Regions from separate parts of the Macaca mulatta genome. Here region 2 is linked to region 1. Evidence: chromatin contacts called from public Hi-C data. All regions are on one chromosome and are shown on one strand. Each heading gives the region's core, a stretch centred on a gene start, on an enhancer-like site or on the middle of the called end of the contact. The rest is flanking DNA. Distances are from core to core; before and after follow the strand shown.

The links. A called contact is a pair of places that touch in the nucleus more often than the background predicts.
Region 2: a Hi-C map of blood shows a contact between it and region 1, with 2.3 times the contacts expected there. The contact joins the promoter of POP5 here to the promoter of COQ5 in region 1. A contact is called at or near these places in 2 of 14 Hi-C or Micro-C datasets (blood and liver).

The regions. Positions count from the first base shown.
Region 1 is chr11:127,841,972-127,849,813 of T2T-MMU8v2.0, forward strand. COQ5 (coenzyme Q5, methyltransferase) reads right to left here and starts at 3,430. Exons shown (of 6, transcript XM_077955428.1): 1 at 3,212-3,430. The coding sequence starts at 3,413. All of the region lies in intron 1 of LOC144333152 (a long non-coding RNA gene), which reads right to left.
Region 2 is chr11:127,902,772-127,910,613 of T2T-MMU8v2.0, forward strand. POP5 (POP5 ribonuclease P/MRP subunit) reads right to left here and starts at 3,046. Exons shown (of 5, transcript NM_001266561.2): 1 at 3,007-3,046; 2 at 2,779-2,921; 3 at 1,447-1,596; 4 at 1,192-1,275; 5 at 727-1,093. The coding sequence starts at 3,026. The coding sequence ends at 999.

The DNA.
Region 1 (7,842 bases), core at 2,180-4,679:
TTTCACATTTTTTCTTTCTTTCTTTCTTTTTTTCTTTGAGAGGAGTTTTGCTGTTGTTGCCCAGGCTGGAGTGCAATGGCACAATGTGGGCTCACCAAAACCTCCCCTTCCCAGGTTCAAGGGATTCGCCTACTCCAGCCTCCCAAGTACCTGGGAATACAGGCATGCACCACCATGCCAGGCTAATTTTGTATTTTCAGTAGAGACGGGGATTTCTCCATGTTAGTCAGGCTGGTCTGGAACTCCCGACCTCAGATGATCCACCTGCCTCGGCCTTCCAAAGTGCTGGGATTACAGGTGTGAGTTACTGTGCCCGGACTCACATTTTATTTACTTATAAAATTGGGCTATGGTGGGCGCGGTGGCTCCCGCCTGTAATCCCAGCACTTTGGAAGGCCGAGGCGGGTGGATCATGAGGTCAGGAGATCGAGACCATCCTGGCTAACATGGTGAAACCCTGTCTCTACTGAAAAAAAAATACAAAAAAGTAGCTAGGCGTGGTGGCGGGTGCCTGTAGCCCCAGCTACTCGGGAGGCTGAGGCAGGAGAATGGCGTGAAGCCTGGAGTCGGAGCTTGCAGTGAGCCGAGATGGCGCCACTGCACTCCAGCTTGGGCGACAGAGCAAGACTCCGTCTCAAAAAAAAAAAGAAACCCCGTCTCTACTAAAAATACAAAAACAGGGCCCAGAGGCAGACACCTATAATCCCAGCTACTTGAGAGGCTGAGACAGGAGAATCACTTGAACCTGGGAGGTGGAGGTTGCAGTGAGCCAAGATCAAACCACTGGACTCCAGCCTGGGCAATAGAGCGAGACTCCATCTCGAAAAAAAACTGGGCTAATAGTTCTTATCCTACAGTTTTATTTATAAGAATTAATGTGAAGTATTTTAGAAAGTTTCAGGACCTTAATAAGTGCTTGCTACTGCACTTGACTAGTCTTAAAAGTAAAAAATAAAATAAAATGAAATGGTTGGTATTATTGTACTTGGCTCCACTTATTTCATTCCATAAGCAGTTATCAAGCTCCTAATGTGCATCAAGCACTGAGGAAATAGGAATGAATGAACCACTGTCCTGGCTTTCTGGCCATTCAGTCATCTGAAACAAATAATAATTTGAATTTGACATTCAAAGTGTTAAAGTAGCGCTATGTATTAGCAAGGTTGAGGTGGGTAGACTTTAAGGGGATGGGAAATTCCACTGTGGGCATTTCCTGGGTGACTCAGTAAAGAAACCTCTCAGAGCCTCACCTTATATCTCTGTAAAATGGGCCAATTCCTTCATCATTATAAATAGTACTAGTAGAGTTTAAAAACACTCCTTTTCCTTTCCTATGCCTGTGGCACAGGGCTGACAAAAAGAAACTGCTCAACATTATTGAACAATTACTAAGTGCCAGGGACTGTTTAAAGTGCTTTCATATATCAAGTATTCTGATACTCACAAGAACTCGGAGAAGAAGGGTTACTATTAGTCCTACTTGACAAATTTGGAAGCTGAGGCACACAGAAGATAGTTTCTCTCCTTCCTTCTTTCCTTTCTTTCTTTCTTAACAGGCTGGGGGTGGTGGCTCATGCCTGTAATCCCAGCACTTTGGTAGGCCAAGGCGGCTGGATCACCTGTTCGAGACCAGCCTGACCAACATGGAGAAACCCCGTCTCTACTAAAAATACAAAATTAGTCGGGCATGGTGGCGCATGCCTGTAATCCCAGCTACTCGGGAGGCTGAGGCAGGAGAATCATTTGAACCCAGGAGGCTGAGGTGCAGTGAGCCAAGACTGTTCCATTGCACTCCAGCCTGGGCAACAAGAGAGAAACTCCGTCTCAAAATAAATAAATAAATAAATAAATAAACAAACAAACAAACAAAACAAAAAAACCTATTTTTCTCTAGAGATAAAGAACGTGGGCTTCAGACTCTGATTAAACTGGGTTTGAATACTGGTTCCGCCACTTACTAGATATGTTCCAACCGGGCAACTTCTTGCTTAACCTTTAAGTCTCAATTTCCTTACGTGTAATATGGTAATAACAATACACACAACTGGAATGTTGAAAATGAGAAATGAAGCCGGGAGCGGTGGCTCAAGCCTGTAATCCCAGCACTTTGGGAGGCTGAGACGGGCAGATCACAAGGTCAGGAGATCGAGACCATCCTGGCTAACACGGTGAAACCCCGTCTCTACTAAAAAATACAAAAAACTAGCCGGGCGAGGTGGCGGGCGCCTGTGGTCCCAGCCACTCGGGAGGCTGAGGCAGGAGAATGGCGTAAACCCGGGAGGCGGAGCTTGCAGTGAGCTGAGATCCGGCCACTGCACTCCAGCCTGGGCAACAGAGCCAGACTCAGTCTCAAAAAAAAAAAAAAAAAAAAAAAAAAGAAAATGAGAAATGAAAATAATGTCTGTACGTTGCCTGGCACATCACAAACGCTCAGTTGATGGGATTTAGTCATCATTATTCTGCTTTTAAAAAGGGGGCGTCTGGCCGGGCGCGGTGGCTCACGCCTGTAATCCCAGCACTTTGGGAGGCCGAGGCGGGCGGATCACAAGGTCAGGAGATCCAGACCACGGTGAAACCCCGTCTCTACTAAAAATACAAAAAATTAGCCGGGCGCGGTTGTGGGCGCCTGTAGTCCCAGCTACTCGGGAGGCTGAGGCAGGAGAATGGCGTGAACCCGGGAGGCGGAGCTTGCAGTGAGCCGAGATCGCGCCACTGCACTCCAGCCTGGGCGACAGAGCGAGACTCCGTCTCAAAAAAAAAAAAAAAAAAAAAAAAGGGGGCGTCTGGCTGGGCGCGGTGGCTCTCGCCTGTAATCCCAGCATTTTGGGAGGCCGAGGTGGGTGAATCACCTGACGTCAGGAGTTCGAAACCAGCCTCATGAAACCCCATCTCTGGCAAGAATACAAAAAAGTTAGCCGGGCGTGGTGGCGGGCGCCTGTAATCCCAGCTACTTGGGAGGCTGAGGCAGGAGAATCGCTTGAACCCGGGAGCCGCAGGTTGCACTGAGCCAAAATCGCGCCATTGCACTCCAGCCTGGGCAACAAGAGCGAAATTCCGTCACAAAAAAAAAAAAAAAAAAGAAAAAAAAGAAATCAGAACTGCACAGACAACAACACTGGAACTAACTGGATGTTAAATCAACCCTAACTGGCCAGAAGAAACCAGACCGTGGACGGTCAGATCCCTCCATCCGCCCTCTCGCCCCTTTCACCTTTGCCCCCCTTCTCCTCTTCCGGCACAGTCTCAAACCCGAAGTGCGTTTCCGTTGCCCGCTTCTCTTGGGACAAGAGCCGAGCACTTAGTGAGGCCCCCGGCCAAGAGCTACGAAGGCCGAGGAGCTGGCAGCCCCGCATCGCCCGCGACCACCCACGGCCGCAATAGCTCCATAGAGCGCAGCTCTTGGGGGCAGCCATCTTGGTAGTCGAGTGACAAGGGCCAGAGAGTACGCCTTGTTGCGTCACTAGACGAACGACGGCGGCTGGCGGGAAACATTATTAGCCGAACGCGCCCTGAAATCTGATACACAGTTGTACGGGCAAAATCTCTAGGATCCAGAGGGTAGTCTTTAAGTATCGGAAATCTCTTCCTCTCTCTCTTCTCTGATTGAATTTACAATTCACCAGGAATGAGGGGAGCTCAGGGGAGCCCCGAGTCACCTCTTAGCGGCTATGTCTCTGAATCTGGCTAGGCAGAAGAGTACTAACTCGCAAGATATCCAGGAACTCTTGTTTTCTTGTGCAGAAGGGAGAAATTGAGGCATGGTGTGATTAAAAAGCCAAGATCACGGGGCCAATTCCTGCACACTTTGTTGAGCGTAAGAATCACTTGGTTTAAGTTTTAAAATGAAGATTCCTGGGTTCCCAACTACCAGAGATTTTGAATCAGTAAATCTGACATATATCCCTTTAATCTCTATTTAAACAAATTTCTCTGGTGATTCTGATGCAAGAGATTTGCAGACCATTCTTGAGAAACATATGCTAGACTACTCTGAAAAATAAACATACTACGGGCAGACTTCTTTGGTCTGTCCGTTTTATGAACCTAGGAAGCTCATAAATGGGAACGAAAGCTCAAGTATCCACTTAGCAAGCCAGAACCACCACTCACACTTGGTCTCCTGCTGACACAAAGCTACATTCCTAGCTCCAACTGGCATGTCATGGGTGTTTTACTTCAGCCCCAGATTTTCAGTCTTTTTTTAATGGAAAGGGTAATGTAGACCGTCTTGTGCAAAATAAAGAATGGACGTTGTTGAGTTTTGCTTGGATTACTGTATGTTTCTGCTTTCATTCCATTTTAAATGTATGTTTCCTGTAAATATTTCACGAGGAGAAAGCGCCAATAGAAGAAACTATTTTGAAACGAAAATTCTCTTCCTGGTTTAATATAGCCTGACAGATGGACACCTACCGCTTTCGTTTGGGAAGTACTGCGCGGGGATTTCTGTTTCTTTTTTATTTTAAGAATGATAGAAGGTCCTCGTTGGTATAGTGATGAGAAAAAAAAAAGGAATGATACAAGGGCGAAATGATTCATCCATGTATTCATAATTCTCATGTCTTTGTTAAAAGAAATTAAGTGGCTGGGTGCAGTGGCCTGTAATCCCAACACTTTGGGAGCCCGAGGCAGGCGGATTGCATGAGGTCAGCAGTTCGAGACCAGCCTGGTTAATATGGTGAAACCCCGTCTCTGCTAAAATACAAAAATCAGCCAGAAGTGGTGATGCACACCTGTAGTCCCAGCTATTCAGGAGGCTAAAGCAGGAGAATCACTTCAACCCAGGAGTCAGAGGTTGCAGTGAGCCGAGATTGCACCACTGCACGCAAGCCTGGGTGACAGAGCGAGACTCCATCTCAAAAATAATTAAATAAATAAATAAAGTCTCATCAAAGAATCTTATCTCTTCCATATCTAGTTATATAAAAGAATGGATCTCAGGATTTGGGGCTGTTCCTTCTGCACATCAGATTAAGTATCCAGACCAACAGTATTTCACTGTTCTCTTATTTCATATGATTTGTGGGGCAAAACCTGTAAAAAGTGAAGCAGGACAAGGACTGTTGAAAGGCATTTTTTTTTTTGAGGTGGCGTCTTGTTCTGTTGCCTAGGCTGGAGTGCAGTGACACGACCTTGGCTCACTACAACCTCTGCCTCCTGGGTTCAAGCAATCCTCCTGCCTCAGCCTCCCTGGTACCTGGGATTACAGGCACGCATCACCATGCCAGGCTAATTTTTGTATTTTTAGTAGAGATGGAGTTTCACCATGTTGGCCAGGCTGGTCTTGAACTCCTGACTTCAGATGATCTACCCGCCTCAGCCTCCCAAAGTGGTGAGCCACCACGCCCGGCGCTGATTTTTGCATTTGTAGTAGAGATGGGGTTTCACCATTTTGGCCAGACTGGTTTTATTTACTTATGTATTCATTCATTCTTTATTTTGAAACAGGATCTCACTTTGTCACCCAGTGTAGTAGCACAATCATAGCTCACTCCTTACCCTCCCAGGCTCAAGCCATCCTCCCACCTCAGCCTCCTGAGTAGCTGGGACTACAGGTGCGCACTACCACACTGGGCTGATTTTTGTATTTTTTGTCAAGACGGTTTTGCCATGTTGCCATGGCTGGTCTTAAACTTCTGGGCTTGGGCAATCCACCCACCTCAGTCTCCCAAAATGCTGGGATTATAGGTGTGAGCCACGGCACCTGGCCCTGGTCATTTCCTTAATAGCATGTCTATGTGACCTTTTGAATCTCAAACTACTGTGGTTGGAAGGGAATCGTCTGTAATTTTCCAAAGTACAAATAGGTGTGGTATGATTCCCAAAGTCTTAGTGTCTGTATCTGTAAAACATATATTTTTTGTTTTGTAATATTTAGTAGAGAATGGGTTTCACTATGTTGCTCAGGCTGGTCTCAAACTCCTAACATCAAGTGATCCTCCTGCCTCAGCCTCCCAGAATGTTGGAATTACAAGCTTGAGCCACCTCGCCTGGCCACATATATGATTTTCCTTTCTTTTTCTTTTTCTTTTCTTTTTTTTTTTTTGAGACAGAGTCTCACTCTGTCGCCCAGGCTGGAGTGCAGTGGCGTGATCTTGGCTCACTGCAACCTCCACCTCCCTGGTTCAAGCGGTTGTTCTCCCTCAACCTCCCAAGTAGCTGGGACTACAGGTGTGTGCCACCACGCCCGGCTAATTGTTGTATTTTTAGAAGAGACGGAGTGTCACCATATTGGTCAGGATGGTCTTGAACTCCTGACTTCTTGATCTGCCCACCTCGGCCTCCCAAAGTGCTGGGATTACAGGCGTGAGCCACTGCACCTGACCCACATGCATGATTTTCTTTTTTTTTTTTCTTTTGAGACGGAGTCTTGCACTGTCGCCCGGGGTTGGAGTGCAGTGGCCCAATCTCAGCTCACTGCAATCTCTGCCTCCCAGGTTCAAGTGATTCTCCTGCCTCAGCCTCCTGAGTAGCTGGGATTGCAGGGGCCCCCCACCACGCCCGGCTAATTTTTTGTATTTTTAGTAGAGATGGTGTTTTACTATGTTGGCCAGGCTGGTCTGGAACATCTGACCTCAGGTGATCCACTGGCCTCAGCCTCCCAAAGTTCTGGGATTACAGGCATGAGCCACCGCGCTCGGCCCCATATACATGATTTTCTTTCTTTCTTTTTTTTTTTTTTTTGAGATGGAGTCTCGCTCTGTTGCCCAGGCTGGAATACAGTGGCGCAGTCTTGGCTCACTGCAACCTGTGCCCCCTAGGTTCAAGTGATTCTCCTGTCTCCGCCTCCTCAGTAGCTGGGATTACAGGTGCAGGTGTGCACTGCCATGCCCGGCTAATTTTTTTTTGTATTTTTAATAGAGATGGGGTTTCACCATGTTGGTAAGGCTGGTCTCGAACTCCTGACCTGTTGATCCACCCGGCTCAGCCTCCCAAAGTGCTGGGATTACAGGTGTGAGCCACCGCGCCTGGCCATGATTTTCTAAACCTCACTGTCTGTATCTGTAAAATGAGGACCTGCTTATCTCATAGGTAAGAACATCACTTCTTAGCTATGTGATCATAGGCAAATTATCTAAACTTTTGGAGTCCATTTTCTCATCTTTAACTTTTATTTATTTAGGGACAGAGTCTTGTTGTGTTACCCAGGCTGGATTCATACTCTTGGGCTCAAGTGATCATCCCTCCTCAGCCTCCTGAGTAGCTGGGACTATATGAAGGGGTGGCCTGCCCCTCCACACCTGTGGGCGTTCCTTGTTAGGTGGAAAGAGACTTGAGAAAAGAAATGAGACACAGAGACAAAGTATAGAGAAAGAAAAAGTGGGCCCAGGGGACCGCCGCTCAGCATACAGAGGACCCACTCCGGCACCAGTCTCTCAGTTCCCTTAGTATTTATTGATAATTATCTTTACCATCTTAGGGAAGTGGCAGGATAATAGGATCCTCGTAGGGAGAAGGTCAGCAGTGAGACATATGAATAAAGATCTCTGTGACACAAGTTTAAGGAAAAGTGCTGTGCCTTGATATGCATATGCAAACATCTTCATAAACCTTTTTAGTGCATAAAGAGCAGCACTGCGCTAGCAAGTCCCACCTTTCGCCCTAAGGCGGTTTTCTCCTTTCTCAGTAAACAGAACATACAATCGGGTTTTACACCAAGATGTTCCATTGCCCAGGGACGGGCAGGAGACAGATGCTTTTCTCTATCTCAACTGCCAACAACCACCAAGAGGCCTTCTTTCCTCTTGTACTGGTCCTCCTCAGCACAGACCCTTCATGGGTGTCAGGCTGGGGGACGATCAGGTCTTTCCCCTCCCACGAGGCCACATTTCAGACTATTAC
Region 2 (7,842 bases), core at 1,796-4,295, 60 kb after region 1:
GTCACCGTGTTAGGCAGGATGGTCTTGATCTCCTGACCTCGTGATCCGCCTGCCTCAGCCTCCCAAAGTGCTGGGATTACAGGCATGAGCCACCGCGCCCGGCCCAAAGTTGCATTTTTGCAGTTACCTGATTAACTGTTGGCAAGGAATCTGGTATCTATAAGACCCTGTGGTTCAGTACTGAGACGGACTATAGATCTCTGCCAGTTCATTTGCTGTGTCTCAGCTAATATTTCTATTCCAAATGACTTGTCTTGCTTAGGGCCCATCTTGGGGCCGGGGGTACACAGCTTCAGGTAGAAGGCTAAGTATTGAAAATTTAGGCCAGGCACAGTGGCTCACGCCTTTAATCCCAGCACTTTGGGAGGCCAAGGCAGGCCAATCACTTGAGGCCAGGAGTTCAACAGCAGCCTGGCCAACATGGCAAAACCCTGTCTCTACTAAAAATACAAAAATTAGCCAGGTGTGGTGGTGCACGTCTGTAATCCCAGCTACTTGGAAGGCTGAGGTGGGAGAATTGCTTGAACCCGGGAGGTGGAGGTTGCAGTGAGCCGAGATTGGGCCAGTACACTCCAGCCTGGGTGACAGAGTGAGACTGTCTCAATAAAAAAGTTTAGTACCACACAGGGAGTCACTCTTCCCACCAAGGCTAGGGATAGAGAACAGAGACTTAGCCAAGCATGGACTCCATAAGCCCTTTTTGTAACATAAGTATACTAAATGCCACGGAAACCAAATACATTTATTAAATCTACTCTTAGCCAAGCAATAAAGATGTCTACATAGAGTTCACAACCTGCAACACTTAACCAGGGAATGCTAGGTAAAGGCAACTTCAGTTTAACTGAGTACTCTATTTCAAGTGGGTAACATGTCCGCTGGTTGGCAGCTATCCAGCTTGGAAAACTGTAGAAGATGCTGTTGCTACCCAGATTGTTCTGTTCAACAAGTGGGCCCGAAGCCTGAGCAGTGTAGCCTGCTGTGTGGTGAGCAGAGGGTCACTCCATTGCTTCTGCAGCCTCCTCACCTGACTCTTCCTCCTCCTCTAGTAAGCAGCTTCTTGTCACAGACTTCTGGATAGCTTCCCGCTCTCCTGGAGAAGGCAGATAGGGATGAAAGATGTCTTTGGGAGTGATTTCTTCAGCTCGAGGTCAGTCACTGCTCAGCGGGCACTGGGCTAGTATTGCTTACCTTCATCAGTGCAGTTCTGCAACAAGATCAACAGCTGTCTCCTGTTGTACTGAATTAGGAACTTCTGACATGTTCTTATTGTACCTGGCATGTGAGTTACTGCGGTCAACAGCTTGTGAAAGGTCTCGACCTTACTTTCAGAGGTAGGGGAAGTGTCTTGTTAGCGGGACAGCAGGAAGACCCACCCACCAGTCTAGACTGAACTCTGAACATGTCACCTATTGAAAATCAGTAGCCGTATCACGTCACTCCTACCTCCCACATGTAACGTGTTGAAAAAGCATGGGTAACGGTGTCCTTTGTTCTCCAGGTATGTGATGAAGGGAAGAGCTGACCACACAAGCTGATAGAACTCTTTTCTGCATCGAAGTAGCACTATTCCAGTATAGGCATTGAGGTATCGAACTACAACAGGGAAAAAAAAATCATTTCGGAAAATTTTGCTGTGTGTGGTGGCTCACACCTGTAATCCCAGCACTTTGGGAGGCTGAGGCGGGCAGATCACTTTACGTCAGGAGTTCGAGGCCAGCCTGGCCAACATGATGAAAACCCGTCTCTACTAAAAATACAAAAATTAGCCGGGCGTGGTGGTGCACGCATGTAATTCCAGCCACTCAGGAGACTGAGTCATGAGAATCGCCTGAACCCAGGAGGTGGGGGCAGCAGTGACCTGTGATCTCCCTGCTGCACTCCAGCAGCCTGGGCAACAGAAGACTGTCTCAAAAAAAAAAAAAAAAACAAAAAAACTTTAGAGTAACAGAGCACAAGTGGCACGTAGGATCTTTCAGCGAGTAAAAGAGAAAAGCCAAAACACCCACTGTGTTGCACACCACTCAGAACTGGTGAATGAATTTAGAATCTAACATGCTTTCTAATTCACTAGTTAATTCAATAAATAGGAGCAGGTAGGAGGGCGATCCATTTTAATTTAGGAAAAACCCTCGCCTGAAAAATAGGCTGTTTTACTGCAGTTGGGCTCTGTAATTCTTGTAGCAGTCAGCTGAGTCTCACCTGACTTAAGGATGAGTTAAGCCTATCTGCATTTAACTCTCCAGAAGTCAATCCTCAAGCAAGGTAAAAGGGGGAACTAATATAAATGGTGTGGAAGAAGGGCCCCGGGCCCCTCTTTGTCCCGGCTCATCCTGTATTCACATATATTGACGATCATGTGTTCTGTACTTTACCAACTAAGGGCATTCCCAAGGATACTTTCGACAATTTTTTTCCATGTGATGTTAATGTAATCGGTCATAATAGCTCTTACTAGGAACTAGATACAGCTTCCCTCATTTAATTCTCTATCCTATCAAATTCAATCACAACCAATTACAGAAATTACCTGTCAAGCAGGCAAAAAGAGGCCTCTAGCTCAAAGACCCACTGCCTTCGGGCCCCTCCTTTTAGCTCTCTGCTAATTTCGGACTCGTGTGGATCTCTCGCTTGCGGTCCCCGGCGCTTAAAGAGATACCTTACAAAAAACGATGCACGGGCTTGGCCACTCGTGCCCCTTCTTTCTTCCTCCGGCGCCTGCCCCCTCCACGTCCCGCCATCCTCCCGGGTTCCCCTCTTCCCCCAACGCTCTCGCACCCGCGAAGCCGATGGAGCAGGCGGCTGCGCCGAAAGTCCCGTGCACCCTGGCGATAGTGTCCCGTACGAGGCTGCTCAGAACTCGGTCATCGAGGCTTAGGCGGCAGCGGGGGTCGTCAGACACCAATTCGCAGAGCAGGTACCTGCGGCAGGCGAGAGGAAGGTGGGCGCTAGCGGCGCCGCGGGGACCTGGCAAGGCGCTGGGTGGGTCTGGAAGGGAATGCTTACCTGTGCTTGAACCGCACCATAGCTGCCTCCGCGCCGTCGGGATCGCTGTGCAAACCGGATGTGGGTTCCGTCCGCGGCCCGTGGGAAGCTTACTTCCGCAGCCTTTCAGCCATTCAGAGAAGGAGACAGGACATGCGGGCGGAGCTAGAAAGTTGAGAGGCCGAACTCTGTGTCAGTCTCCCTCAAGCCCCACCTAACTCTGCGTTTGTAAGCGCGCATGCGTCCTGCGGAGGGTCTCTGACTAGTTTGAGGGCTGAACTTCGGCTTGGAGCGGCTGGGAGCGGTTTGGAGCGGCTTGCAGCTGCGATGGGTGGTTTTGCTGCACACCGGAGTTTACAATACTGTGTAGGATGCAACCGCTGCCCTTGGGGCCCTGGGAACCTTGCAGCACAGGTATGTATGCGAGTACATTCTCTCCCCAAGGTGAACCGTGGAGTTTTTGAGGGCAAGACCCTGCACTTCACAGCCCAGGGATTGACAAACGGGAAATCGGACTCTTATTTTCAGGTTTGAGCTCAGTTTAATTCTTCCATGCAGCTAAATGTGCTATTGCTGTTTGGGCCTTTCAAAAATCTTAGGGAGGCGAGTGTGCTGTCTCATTTTTTGTTCGCAGAAACAATACGTGGTCATTGTATTTTCCATTTCTGTTTTCCTTTCCTTTTTATTTTTTTTTTTTTAACAGAAAAGCACAAAGAAGCAAATAAATTATAATCCCAGCACTGAGAGAGAATAACTGTTGTCGTGTAGTGTGTTTTCTTCTGTCATTTTCCCCCTGGGCCAGCGGTTCTCAAAGTGTCGTCTGGGGACCCCTGAGATTTCCTAAACTCACTCGGTTTAGGAGTCCCCGAAGCCAAAATTACTTTCATAATAATACTAAGATGTTACTTGTCTTTTTCATTCTCTCAGAGTGAACAGTCAAGTTTTCCAGAGGCTGCTTGACGTGATGATATCACTGCTCTAACAGCTAATGGAATTGTGTATTTTTTTTAAACATTTCTCAACTTTAATGTCCATAGTAAATATAACCCACAAAACTAAAAGCTCTTGGGGATCCTCAGTAACGTGTGTAAAGGGGTCCTGAGACAGAGAAAACAGTTTGAGAACTATGCCCTCTGTTAAATTATGTTTTTTCTTTTATTTTCTTTTTAAGTATTTTTTTAAAAAAGTCTTATGTGGTATTACATAAAATACATATTCTTTTTTTTTTTTTTTTTTTTTTTGAGACGGAGTCTCGCTCTGTCACCCAGGCTGGACTGCAGTGGCCGGATCTCAGCTCACTGCAAGCTCCGCCTCCCGGGTTTACGCCATTCTCCTGCCTCAGCCTCCCGAGTAGCTGGGACTACAGGCGCCCGCCACCTCGCCCGGCTAAGTTTTTGTATTTTTAGTAGAGACGGGGTTTCACTGTGTTAGCCAGGATGGTCTCGATCTCCTGACTTCGTGATCCGCCCGTCTCGGCCTCCCAAAGTGCTGGGATTACAGGCTTGAGCCACCGCGCCCGGCCAAAATACATATTCTTAAGTGTACATCTCAATGAATTTTTACATATGCGTAGACTTCTATAACCACCTCCAAGATTAAAGAGCACTTCCAGTATCCCAGAAGGTTCCCTGATCCCTCTTCCAGTCAAACTCCCTTACTGCCACTATTACCATTTCTACCCTGCTAGATTAGTTTTGCCTGTTCTTAAATTTTATATAAATGTCCTCCAGCATGTTTTCTTTTGTGTTTGCCTTCTTTTGCTCAACATGATTGTAAGATTGATTCCTGTTGTTTTGGCTCTATTTTCTTTTTTCTTTTTTTGTTTTTAAGACAGAGTCTTGCTCTTGTTGCCCAGGCTGGAGTGAAATGGCACGATTTCGGCTCGCTGCAACCTCCGTCTCCTGAGTTCAAGCGATTCTCCTGCCTCAGCCTCCCGAGTAGCTGGGGTTACAGGCACCCGCCACCACGACCAGCTAATTTTTGTATTTATTTATTTACTTTCGAGACGGAGTCTCTATTGCCCAAGCTGGAGTGCAGGGGCGTGATCTCAGTTCACTGCAACCTCTGCCTCCCGGGTTCAGGCGATTCTCCTGTCTCAGCTTCCCAAGTAGCTGGGACTGCAGGCGCGTGCCACCACAACTGGCTAATTTTTGTATTTTTAGTAGGGATAGGGGTTCACCATGTTGGCCAGGCTGGTCTCGAACTCCTGACCTCAGGTAATCCACCCACCTTGGCCTCCCAAAGTGCTGGGATTTTGGGATTATAGGCGTGAGCCACCACGCCTGGCTGTTTCGCTATATTTTCATGTCAACTGTTCAGCTACGATACTGTTTTTTCAGCTGTGCAGTAATGCATTGTTTGGATGTACCACTGTGAAGTTGGTCAGTATCTCCTGGTAGACGTTTACATTATTTCCAGGTTTTCTTGTTATGCCCAGTACTTTGATGTATGGCTTTGTAGCTTAGTCTTTATGCCCATCCCTGATTATTTGTAGAAATGTCTTAGCCTTGGCTGGTCCTGTGAGGTCTGTAATGGAGGCAGCTTTCACAACTGATTTTTGCAAGATCTGGAATGAGTTCTGAATTTTCCCATCTCCCACTCTTCTTGGCCACCTTAAAGGAGGGATGTGGGGAAAGGTAGGGAAGAGAAGAATAGGAAGAGGGAACGCCGTGGCTCTACCCAGGGACCAGTGATAACGACGGCACTCCCCACCCAAGAACAACCTTTCTCCAGAAAGTGTCTGCGGCATCCTCATTTGGCCAACAGGGGGCGCCAGAGGCTCGCAGTGCGCGGAGAGAGCAACACACCCCCAACCCCTGAGCGCTCCACCCCTCACGGAAATTTCACTCCTAACACTTCCCAGCCTTCATTTCAGCGGCAATGCTTCGCCCATTTTATAGATGCAGTTGGGGCTCAGACCAAAGCGTCCTATCCAGTTACGAGCAGGATCAGAATTCGAACCCAAAGCCGGCTGACTCCAGAGTCCTTGTTCTGGTCAACACGGCTGGTGCTCTCCTGTGCAGGGTTTCACTCGTCCATTTAGCGTAATAAGATGGGGAGACGACAGATGGAGGTTCTGTTCACCACTCCGTCATTTACCGGCCCGGCCAGGTGCTGTCGGGACGGTTAATTCATGCCTCAGATCTTAGTTTCCTCATCTGTGCAATGGGATAACAATGGTTCCTCCCTCGTGGGTGGATATGAAATTTAAGCGGGGTCACGTGGACAAAATGCCTGGCTCAGGGAGTGCATAGTAAGCCTTTTTTTTTGTTTGTTTTTGTTTGTTTTTTGAGACTGAGTCTCAGCCTGTCGCCCAGGCTGGAGTGCAGTGACGCCATCTCGGCTCACTGCAACCACTACCTCCCGGGTTCAAGCGATTCTTCTGCCTCAGCCTCCTGAGTAGCTGGGATTACAGGTGCCGGCCACGACGCCTGGCTAATTTTGTACTTTTAGTAGAGACGGGGTTTCACCATGTTGGCCAGGCTGGTCTCAAACTCCTGACCTCAAGTGATCCTCCCGCCTCCGCCTCCCAAAGTGTTGGGATTACAGGCGTGCCTCACCGCCCCCGGGAAGTAAACGCTGTTTTGAACAAATGATTTACTTCTCCCCCACAGGCACAGCCCCGGGAGGAAGCACATTGGCGCGGCCCGCGGCCTCCCAGTCTTGGACCAGGCCCGGCCCCTTCTGGCCTCGGACGGTGCAGACGCCTGTGGTGGCCGGGCGGGCGGGCTGGAGCGTTGGTGGCGCGGCGGGCTCCCCGCGGTAATTAGCCCGCGCCGGCTTGGGCTGCGCCAGCCGCTAATTACAAGTCTCCTAATAAGGCCGGCGGCTGTTTGCAATCACCCGGGTCCCCGCTGCGCGGCGCGGGAGGCCGCGGGGGAATATGCCCGCGGAGGCGTCGAGGAGGAGCAGCCGCCACCCCCTGGGCCCGGAGATGCGCTGGACGGCGACAGGGGTGTGCCCCGGCCGTGCCTGCCCCCGGAATGCTGGCCGCGAAGGGGCAGCGGCGGGGGCTCACACCCCAGCCCCTCCTCGGTTCTCTCCCGAGCCGGGCCGCGGAGGCATTATCCTCCCGGTCTCACGGGTGAGGAAGCCGATGAGGCTCTGAGAGGTGAGCTCACCCAGGTGCACAATAGAGCGCAATCCACGTCTGTCTGATCCCAACCTGTGCCCTTAGCCGAGTCAGGTACCCCTGGATCAATGGGGGTGGTCGCTGTTGTCATTACTGTTAGTGTTGTTACAGTTGTCCTGGGACTTCTCAGATTCTTTTTTTTTTTTTTGAGACGGAGTCTTGCTCTGTCCCCCAGGCTGGAGTGCAGTGGCGTGATCTCTGCTCACTGCAAGCTCCGCCTCCCGGGTTCACGCCATTCTCCTGCCTCAGCCTCCCGAGTAGCTGGGACTACAGGCGCCCGCCACCACGCCTGGCTAGTTTTTGGTATTTTTAGTAGAGACGGGGTTTCACCGTGTTAGCCAGGATGGTCTCAATCTTCTGACCTCGTGATCTGCCCGCCTCGGCCTCCCAAAGTGCTGAGATTACAGGCGTGAGCCACCGCGCCCAGCCAGGATAACTGTCTTTATTCTCCATCCGTGTCTCCTGGGTGATCATTAATTGGGCTCTCACTGGATGCCGGCCACTGTCCTTTCTGTGTTTGATTGATTGAGTCCTCACATCAGCCTCATGAAGGTAGGTCCCATTATCCTGTGAGACACAGGGAGGAAAATGGCTTGCCCAAGTTGACACAGTAAATTTAGGTGAACATCTGTCTTACTCTAAAACCCATACTCTTAACCCCTTGCTCTCTACTCTGTATTCTGGGACCTAGAAGGATGCTGAGCAAGGAGAGCCCAACTAGGGTA